Regions from separate parts of the Mus musculus genome. Here region 1 is linked to region 2. Evidence: chromatin contacts called from public promoter capture Hi-C data. All regions are on one chromosome and are shown on one strand. Each heading gives the region's core, a stretch centred on a gene start, on an enhancer-like site or on the middle of the called end of the contact. The rest is flanking DNA. Distances are from core to core; before and after follow the strand shown.

The links. Promoter capture Hi-C pulls out the DNA fragments that hold promoters and counts their contacts.
Region 1: a contact with region 2 is called in a promoter capture Hi-C map of cranial neural crest. The contact joins the promoter of Slc26a1 here to the promoter of Dipk1a in region 2. A contact is called at or near these places in 6 of 39 promoter capture datasets (cranial neural crest, embryonic stem cells, frontonasal cranial neural crest and 1 more), 1 of 484 Hi-C or Micro-C datasets (embryonic stem cells), 2 of 115 datasets of contacts at active chromatin or transcription factors (astrocytes and embryonic stem cells) and 1 of 9 other capture datasets (embryonic stem cells).

The regions. Positions count from the first base shown.
Region 1 is chr5:108,672,584-108,676,705 of GRCm38.p6, forward strand. Slc26a1 (solute carrier family 26 (sulfate transporter), member 1) reads right to left here and starts at 2,782. Exons shown (of 3, transcript NM_174870.4): 1 at 2,656-2,782; 2 at 848-1,465; 3 at 1-157. The coding sequence starts at 1,438. The region is part of intron 3 of Idua (iduronidase, alpha-L); the gene reads left to right.
Region 2 is chr5:107,985,447-107,989,743 of GRCm38.p6, forward strand. It overlaps Dipk1a (divergent protein kinase domain 1A), which reads right to left and starts at 1,631. Exons shown (of 5, transcript NM_026062.4): 1 at 1,503-1,631. The coding sequence starts at 1,556.

The DNA of each region.
Region 1 (4,122 bases), core at 1,532-4,031, 690 kb after region 2:
CCATGCCTAGGCCCTGGTGCCGAGGGATCTGCACACCCAGCATGTGTTTTGCCTGAGAAGTCAAGATGGTCACAGAAGCTCCCATAGCAAAGCCATCGAGCAGTGGTTGTGAGAGATAGGTAGACACGAAGCCCAGCCGGAGGATACCCATGAGGACCTGCAGATGAAGTACAGTCAGTTTGATAGGTTATGAGCCAGGAACCACCATCAATATAGACCGAGGGGTGCGGGTCACAGGGATCTACACTTGCTTATCCCTCTGAATGGACTCCTTCTGTTTTCCACATATATCATGGGCCAGAACAGCGGCGAGCTATGTTCTGTTCTATAGATGTTGCATGTGCATGCTCACTTCTCATGCTCTCACACATGCAGAAATTGGTTTTGTTTCAGAATTAGGGTTGTAGGCATCGTGAGGCAGCCCCTTCCCCCGTGTCTTATGTGTAGCTCCTTCCACTAAGCTCCCTCCCAGGCAGCCACAGAATAGAAGAATAGAAGGAACAGAGAAGACAAGGTCAACAGAAAAGAGCAAGGTGTGGGGAGACCAGGGGAATGAATGCATCTCTACTCCCAGGTCCTGCCTGGGTCAGTAAGCCAAGGTGGACATTGGGGTTGCAGACCACACTGGCCAGGCCAGCCCTACATATTCCTCCACTCTGTGCCTTCAGCCCCTCTGGTACCTAGGCCTGGGCTCCACCTCTGCCTTTGCTGTGCTATTTTCTCTCTGAGCCTTAGGGATACTTTCTCTACATGCTTCCAGGCTTTCCTGGTAGTGAGTGGCAAGCACCTTCAGGTGCTCTAAGAAACTGGGACAGCCAGCCTACTTGCTGTGCAGCTAACTCTTTACCTGATAAAGCCCGGCCATCAGAGTAAGGGCAGTGGCAACCCGAATGGCATAGCAGTCCCGTCTGCAGTCCTGTAGCCCAATGATCAGTGTTGTAGCTGAGTTGTTGAGGGTGCTGTCATTGTTCTTGGGCCCTAGAGAATCCTGGGAAGGGTCAAAGCCAGCCAACTGGAGTTCTCTGTCCACCACCTGACCCACCATGAGACACAGCAGGCTGAAGATGCCCACATTAACATGGCGGGAGGTGCCCATGAGGAAGTAGATCAGGTTGGCAAAGAAGGAAGTGTAGAGGCTATAGATGGGTTGTAACCCAGCCAGCAGTGAGTAGGCTATGGCCTGTGGCACCAGGATAATGCCAATGACCAATCCTGACATGACATCACCTGCTAGGTATTCCTTAAGGCGGTACTGGGGCAGCCAGTGTATGGCAGGAAACAGACCCTGCACCAGAGCCTGAGCACATGGCATACTGCAGGTGCAGCTCTTCTTCAGCCTGGCCTTCAGTGTTTCCAGCAAGCCCTGGGACACAGGGGGCTGCCGTCGGACCAGTACCAGTGTCCCACCCTTCTGTTGGGGCTCAGGAGAAGCATCCATCCTGTCACACCAGGCTCTTTGGCTTATCTGCAAGGGGGAATGGGCATGGTTAGGTGTCTAGGCCCTCAGAGCCCAGGAGCCAGCTTCACAGTGAGTTTTTGTCCACCCAAACACAGACATCAGATATCAGAGCCTGTCCTACTGACGTGAGGTTGTACTTCTGTGTGGGTGAATATAAGGCCTTGAGCTCCAAGATGCTAGTTTTATTGTGAGAGGTGTTTATGGCAGCAGCATGCCTCAGGGAGACATTTGACCTAGCTTCAACCCCAGCAGTGCTCTGTGGTCTACTTAACTCAGCCCCTATGTGAAGTCTGCTGTCTAAAGCATTCTGAAGATCACCTACAAGGGCTAGACTAGGCCTCCACCAGCCCACATATGCCCAAGCCACAATGACAGTAGAGGCAGATGCATCTTGAACTTGAACTCCAACCTCTTCCCACCCACCCACCCACCCACCCACCCACCCAGTCTGGCAAGGGTCTCTGCCAGACACCCAACTTCTACATGAGTTCTCACAAGCCATCACCTGTTCTCCTGTGAACACCATGGACCTGGAGGTTGGCAGAAGACCTTGTATATTGTGTGTGCTAGGGCCCTTGGTCTCTGATAGCCTTCTTCATGAGTTTAGAATGTGTCTCACCAGGCACTAGTGTGCTGTGGAACCAGTGTGCCCATTATGCCAAGTGCTGAATCTCTTCTCAGAGGCTCAAGTACACCGAACAAGCACACTGCTTCACAGATGTCCACCTTTGGCCTGGCTGTCCTAGCCCCTTCTGACCTTGCTGTGGTACTGAAAAATTCTCAGGCTGTGCTGACCACGTGATGGCCTTGGTCCTGTTTACAGGTTCCAAAGTGCTTGTTTGTAATATTAATCAAACACTCTCTGTTCTCTTGCAACCCAGGACATGGTGGTGACTGTTGGAGCCAATTGTGCTTGGCCTGGGTACTGGGATAGCAGCTTCCCTGGTAGGGTGGTTGTCTAGCAGGCATTCTAGCTCTTGAGTAACATTATAAAAACAATGATACATAAGGGTCATTGAACACTCTGAGGCTCACCCCAAGTGTCTAGGGGCTCAGATGTGTGGAGGAAGGACTATAAGTATCACCTGCCTTGTATCTGAACAATCCCCAGAGAAATGGCAATCTAGGTTCCTATTTCTGCCCATTAAGCCACCTTTTCTGGGTCCTGTTGTATGGGTACAAGGGACAGTTCTTACCTGGGGCACCTGGCCGGCTCTGAAGGCTTTGCAATATCCAGGGGCAGCAGTTTGCTGGTGGGCTGATCCTCCAATCACTCTGGCTTAACAGACAGAGAGCTGGTTGGCAGGCACCTCTGAGGCTGATCTGTGGAGAATACTCCGCTGGGCTCACTGTTAAATTATTTACCCAAAAGATAGCTGAGTCATGGGTTTTCCCAGTCAAATGAATGTTACCTGAGCTGCTAATCCGGTGAGCTAATCCAGCAAGTTGTACTATAATCAGAGGCTCACAAGTAATTACGGTTATGTGGGCATGAGATAAACTCCCCTTTACAGAGGGGTGGGTGCTCCAGGTGCAGCCGCTTCTGTCTTGTTATGAGGAAGAGGAGGTGGAGACAGGAGTGGCTGAGGCAGGTTACTTGAGTGTGAGGCCCCAGAGGAACTGCGTGAAATCATGAGATTCTGGGGTCAAATACAGCTGACTCCGCCTCCCCAGATGCTGGTTATCTTCTTTCCACCATCATGGAGACTGTTCTGGCTGGAGTAAGCTGAAGCTCAGGCCCTGTTCCATGTTCCCGAGGGCAGTGCATGCGCAAGGCTACTGTTGTATGTGTACATACTTGTGAGTGAACACACACCTGTGTTGTGCACAGCCTGTCGGCATCAAAATAGGTGTGTTCCTCCCTTGCAGCAGGGATTCTAGATTGCCCTCAGCTTCATCCCCCTTCCTTCCCTCCCCTCCTTAGTACTGACCCCCTGTAATCCTGGTGAGGTACTTGGCCCCCACGTACCTCTGCAGGACATGAGACTTGCCTTGTAAGAATAGCTTAGAGCTAAATGTCCCTTTAACATTAGCTTAAGTAACCAGAGATCTCAGACTTGAGGCGTGCCCCTAAATTCTGTAAGGCTGGTCAGAACCCTCAGATCCACATCTTGTAGTGAGCAATGAGTTTCTCACATTGTGTTTAAGAGTAAGTAGTTTTGTGTAACGGTCTTGCTGTCTTCTGTGGGCTCCTGTATTCCGGGTGCTCTCCCATGATGGAGGTAGTTCTTTTCATTATGGCTAGAAGGCCAGCTAGTCTGGTCTGCTGTCTCCATAGGCCCCAGCACAGTGGGCAGTTTGCTTTGGGGCTGCGCAAAGTGAAGCTGTGTTTTACTCCTCTTATCCCCAAAGGTCTTAAGAATGGGTTTAGGATCAACAATTGTCTTACAGAACCATCTGGGACCCTGAGACTTCATTCTTCCAGGTCAGGGGACAATAAGAATTCAGAGTTCCTTCCAGTTCACAGGTTGGACACTTCTTTGGGACATTGACAGGTCTTGTCCAGTTCCTGCCAGCCATGGGCCTGATCCCAGCCCCACTTGTGGGTGAGATGGGAATGGAATGTGAGTGGAGAGGCCAGAGTGGAAAGCCTGACTGACACTGGGCTGGATGCTCTATGGTGTAGGTACTCCTCCACCTTTGCTCTCAGGCACCCCACCTGG
Region 2 (4,297 bases), core at 381-2,880:
CGAACTTGTTATGTAGACTATGCTGGCCTCAAACTCAGAGGCCTGATTCCCAAGTGCTGGTATTTAAATAGTTTAAACATTTTTAAAAATTAATAATCTTAATATTAGCCCACTAGCAAGCTTACCCTAATTTCATCATTGATAACGATGCAAATTCAGAAAAGTAAGAAACACACTAAGTGTTTGTCATTAATGTAAGCATAACTATTTGTAAAACTAATTTTGTTTGCGTGGTGTCGGGGATTGAATCCAGAACTCTTAATTTCTAACCTTAACCACATCAGAAAACCTTTGTACAGTTATAGCGCCAAAGATTGCATTCACATCTGTGGAAAACATTTAAAGCCAAAACTAAAGCCTAAAGCTCTACCAACTCCAAAAATTAATAATAGAAAGCTAAGTAGTTTAAGTTCAAAGATTTTAAACATGCCCAAATACTTTAACCTGGAGGGGTGGAATGCTAGACTAGGTTCTAATACTGGTACTCAAGGCACAACTATTTCTGGTGGCGCTGCTACAAACATTCAGTTTTACACCCTTAAAACCATGAGTTGTCAAGTCAGTCTCTCAATCTGGGTTTCTCTCGTTTCGATGTAATGACTTACACTTGCAAATTTCAAATTAAAATATAAGATTTATTTGGACAGTAACGGTTTCTCCTCAACTTTTTCTTTTTTTTCCATACTCATAAGAAGCACACCAACAACTGACCTAAATACACGTCCCATGTCGTCAGGCCTTTTAATGTAAGCAGTGTCCTCTAGAGACATATAACAATACTGCCAATGTGTGAGGCATTGATTTGTAGTTGTTTTTCCATCCGAGCTATGGATTTGTGCTCAGCTACTCACGACGTCTACTAGGTCCCCCTGGTGACCAAACAGTGCACCAAAGCAGCAGGAGGGTTCTAAAGCCTACTGACAGCGGAACAGAAAATCATGAAAAATTAACACGGCAACAGTACACACGACGTGACTGTGAATTGCGTTCGCACTGCTGGCGGGCTGAGTGAAGAGCCGTACAACGGTCACCATCCCCTTTTTGCAAAAGCATCGCCTCGATCGAGCTTGCCTACTCCTCCCTCCCATTTAAACCAGAGATGTGATGAGAACACCAAACCCAGGGGATCTGCACGAGGCACAGCTACTGGCTGGGACTTGGGGAACCACTGGTATGACAATCGGTCACGATTCTGTGGAGCATGGAGGAATGACACACCACCCTTTCCTACCCCAGACACAGAGTCAGGAATGGCAGGTCGAGGGGGGGCCCTTGGGGAAAGCGGGAGAGCACGCAGAGGAGGGACCGCGGCGCGTCCGGGGCCGGGACTCAGAGGGGCTCAGGGCTGGGGCGGCGCCCGAGGAGCGGGACCAGGGCTGGGAGGGCGCGCCGCCAGGTGCCGGTCCGCAGGAGGCGGCGGGGCGCGCACGGAGGGAGGACGGGGCGCTGAGTCCCGCGTGGCGCGGAGCGGAGGGCGCGTGGCGGGGCCGCGGCCGGCCTACCTGGAGGTAATGGGGTTTCCTCAGCCAGGCCCCCGCGCAGAGACTCCTCGCCATGGCACTCACATCGCCCCGCCGCGCCGCAGTCGGAGGCGGACCCGAGCGCGGCCGCCCGCCGGCCTCCCCGCCCCTGCCCCGCCGGCCCGCCCACGGCCCGCCCCCGGCGCGCGCTCCCCGGGGCCGCGCTGCGGCGAGGGCGGCGGGTAGCGGAGGCCGGCTCCGCGCGCAGAACCCCACCCCCACCGCCAGCCGCGGCGGTCGTCAAGGCGCGGGCGCGGGGCTCCGCCATAAAGGGGAGTCGAGCCTCGCGTCCGCCGACACAAATCCGCCTGCGCCTCCGTGCTTAAAGGGGAGGCGCGGACGGGGGAGGGGTACGGCCGAGGCGGGTGCGAGCAGCACGGGGGTGCGCAAAACGTGGGCTCCGTGGAGCGCCCACTTCACTGTGAGGCTTGCGGCTTCACGCGCGGAGTCCCGCCGTCCGCGCTCTGGACCTGTGCGAGCGGATTGCACGGAAATTCTGTGGATGCTTAGAGCTGCATCCTAGGCGACCAACTAACTCATAGATCCTCTCCAGGGAAAGGAGGCTCTCCGGAGACGCGACCACCGCTATCTAGGGGAGGAAGGGACTCCTTCCCGCTCAGTTCTGCGTGGCCTTCCAGACACTTCGCCTCTTTGCGTACCTTAAATTTAATGCAATTTTTTTCTTTTATTTCTTTTTCTTTCTTTTTTACCATTTCGACTTTTTGAAGTTTGCATTGTTTGCAAAACAGCCTCAGAGTTTTCTTGCCTCTACCACAGAATCATGATTCACACGTTAAATACATAATTAAATAAATAAATGCCGGATAAATACAGTGAAGGCAGGAGACCTTCTAGGATATAGCAGAGCAGCTCAGTTAAGGCTATACACCTCAAGGCGTTGCTTTCTTCTGTTGACACTGATGGCCAAATAAGGGAGAAGGGGCCACCCTGGGAGGAGTACAGCTATTGATCTGAGTGACTTCAATGCAGGGAGATGCAGGTCCTACTTCATTTTTTTCCCTTGCTATGCCGTACTTTATGTTTCTAGTGCTTTCAGTTTCTGGAAACAGGTCTTTAACCTGGATAATATTTTGTTACTCGCAAAGAAGTGCATGAGCCACTGACTTTCACTTTTAATTAAATGACTTCAGTAATTTCTAAAGTAAAAGTAAATATGAGCTGGGCATGGTGACTCATGCCTGTAATTCCAGCACTTGGCCAACCGGAGCTACTTAAGACAAAGACAGACAAAGGGAGGGAAGGAAGAAGGAGGAAAGGACGGATCCTACCGGTTTCCTTTAGTTGTTTTTTTGTTTTTTGTTTTTTTAAAGATTTATTTATTACTTATTATATGTAAGTACACTGTAGCTGTCTTCAGACACTTCAGAAGAGGGAGTCAGATCTCGTTACGGATGGTTGTGAGCCACCATGTGGTTGCTCAGATTTGAACTCCGGACCTTCGGAAGAGCAGTCGGGTGCTCTTACCTGCTGAGCCATCTCACCAGCCCTTTTTTTTTTTTTTTTTAAGATTTTATTATTTATATGTGTATGTCTGCCATATTTGTGTGATTGCTTATAAAAGCCAAAAGAGGGCATCAGAACACCTGGGGCTGGAATTTCAGTTGGTTTTAAGCTGCCCAACTTGGGTGCTGGGAACCAAACTCGAGTTCTCTGGAACAGCCAGAAGCCCTCTTAACCACGGAGCAATCTCTCCAGCTCTGCAATAAGTATTTTCTTAGCATCCAGACACTGTTCAAATTTTTTTGCTATGTACACAAAAAGACAAAGCAGGCAGAATTCCTAACTTTATGGATATTACATTTTGGAGATGAGAAGACAGGCAATAAATAATAAACACAATGACTATAGAGAAGTCTGGTAAGAGCCAGTTGTGGTGACATGCCCACAGTCATAGTACTTGGGAGGTGTAAACAGATCAGGAATTCAAGGACAGCCTCAGCCCAGCTCACCTGCACAATTTGGAAACCCTATCTCAAAATAAAATAAAATAAAATAAAATAAAATAAAATAAAATAAAATAAAATAAAACAAAACTGGTCAAGGCCAGGTGAGGTAGTAGCAAGCAGATATGTGTGAGTTCAAGACCTGCCTGGTTTATATAGCTAGTTTCATGCCAGCCAGTGCTTCAAGGTAATGGGGTAGTGAGAGGTAGAGAAAACTACAGACAGTTGGCTAGGAGATCAAGAGTTTATTTGCTCATGTTACATTTAAGTATGTATTTGGAATTCAAGTGGTGTCTGGGTTTGGGGTTTCAGTTTTTTTAAATCAAGGATGCATATAGGCCAGGCTGGCCTTGAACTCACAATCATCCTGCCTCTACTCCCAAGTGCTGGGATTGCAACTCTGTACCACCACATCCAGCTCTCATGGCAATCTTGAGTAGGTGATTGTGTACACGAGAGTATGGGATAAAGGAAAATATTGCACGTTAGAGATACACAGGTGTTATCGGCATTTTCAGATGGCATTGAAGCCAGGTTTTACAAACTACATGCATTTGTAGAGGGGGAGGTGTAAATAGAGGTGTAAATCAAGGATGAAGCCCTGGGTATAGTGCAAATCAAGGGAGGCGAGCAAGGAACAGGGTCTCAGGAGCAGCCAGTTAAGGAATAAGGTAGCCCAAGAGCCAAATTAAGCTAGTGTATCAACGAGGAGTGAATGCCATAGTAAGGAATTGACCACTGGATTCACTGTGTTAGAGAACTCTGTCAGCACCTGCATAGCGGCTCCCTAACCATCTGTAATCCAGGTCCAGT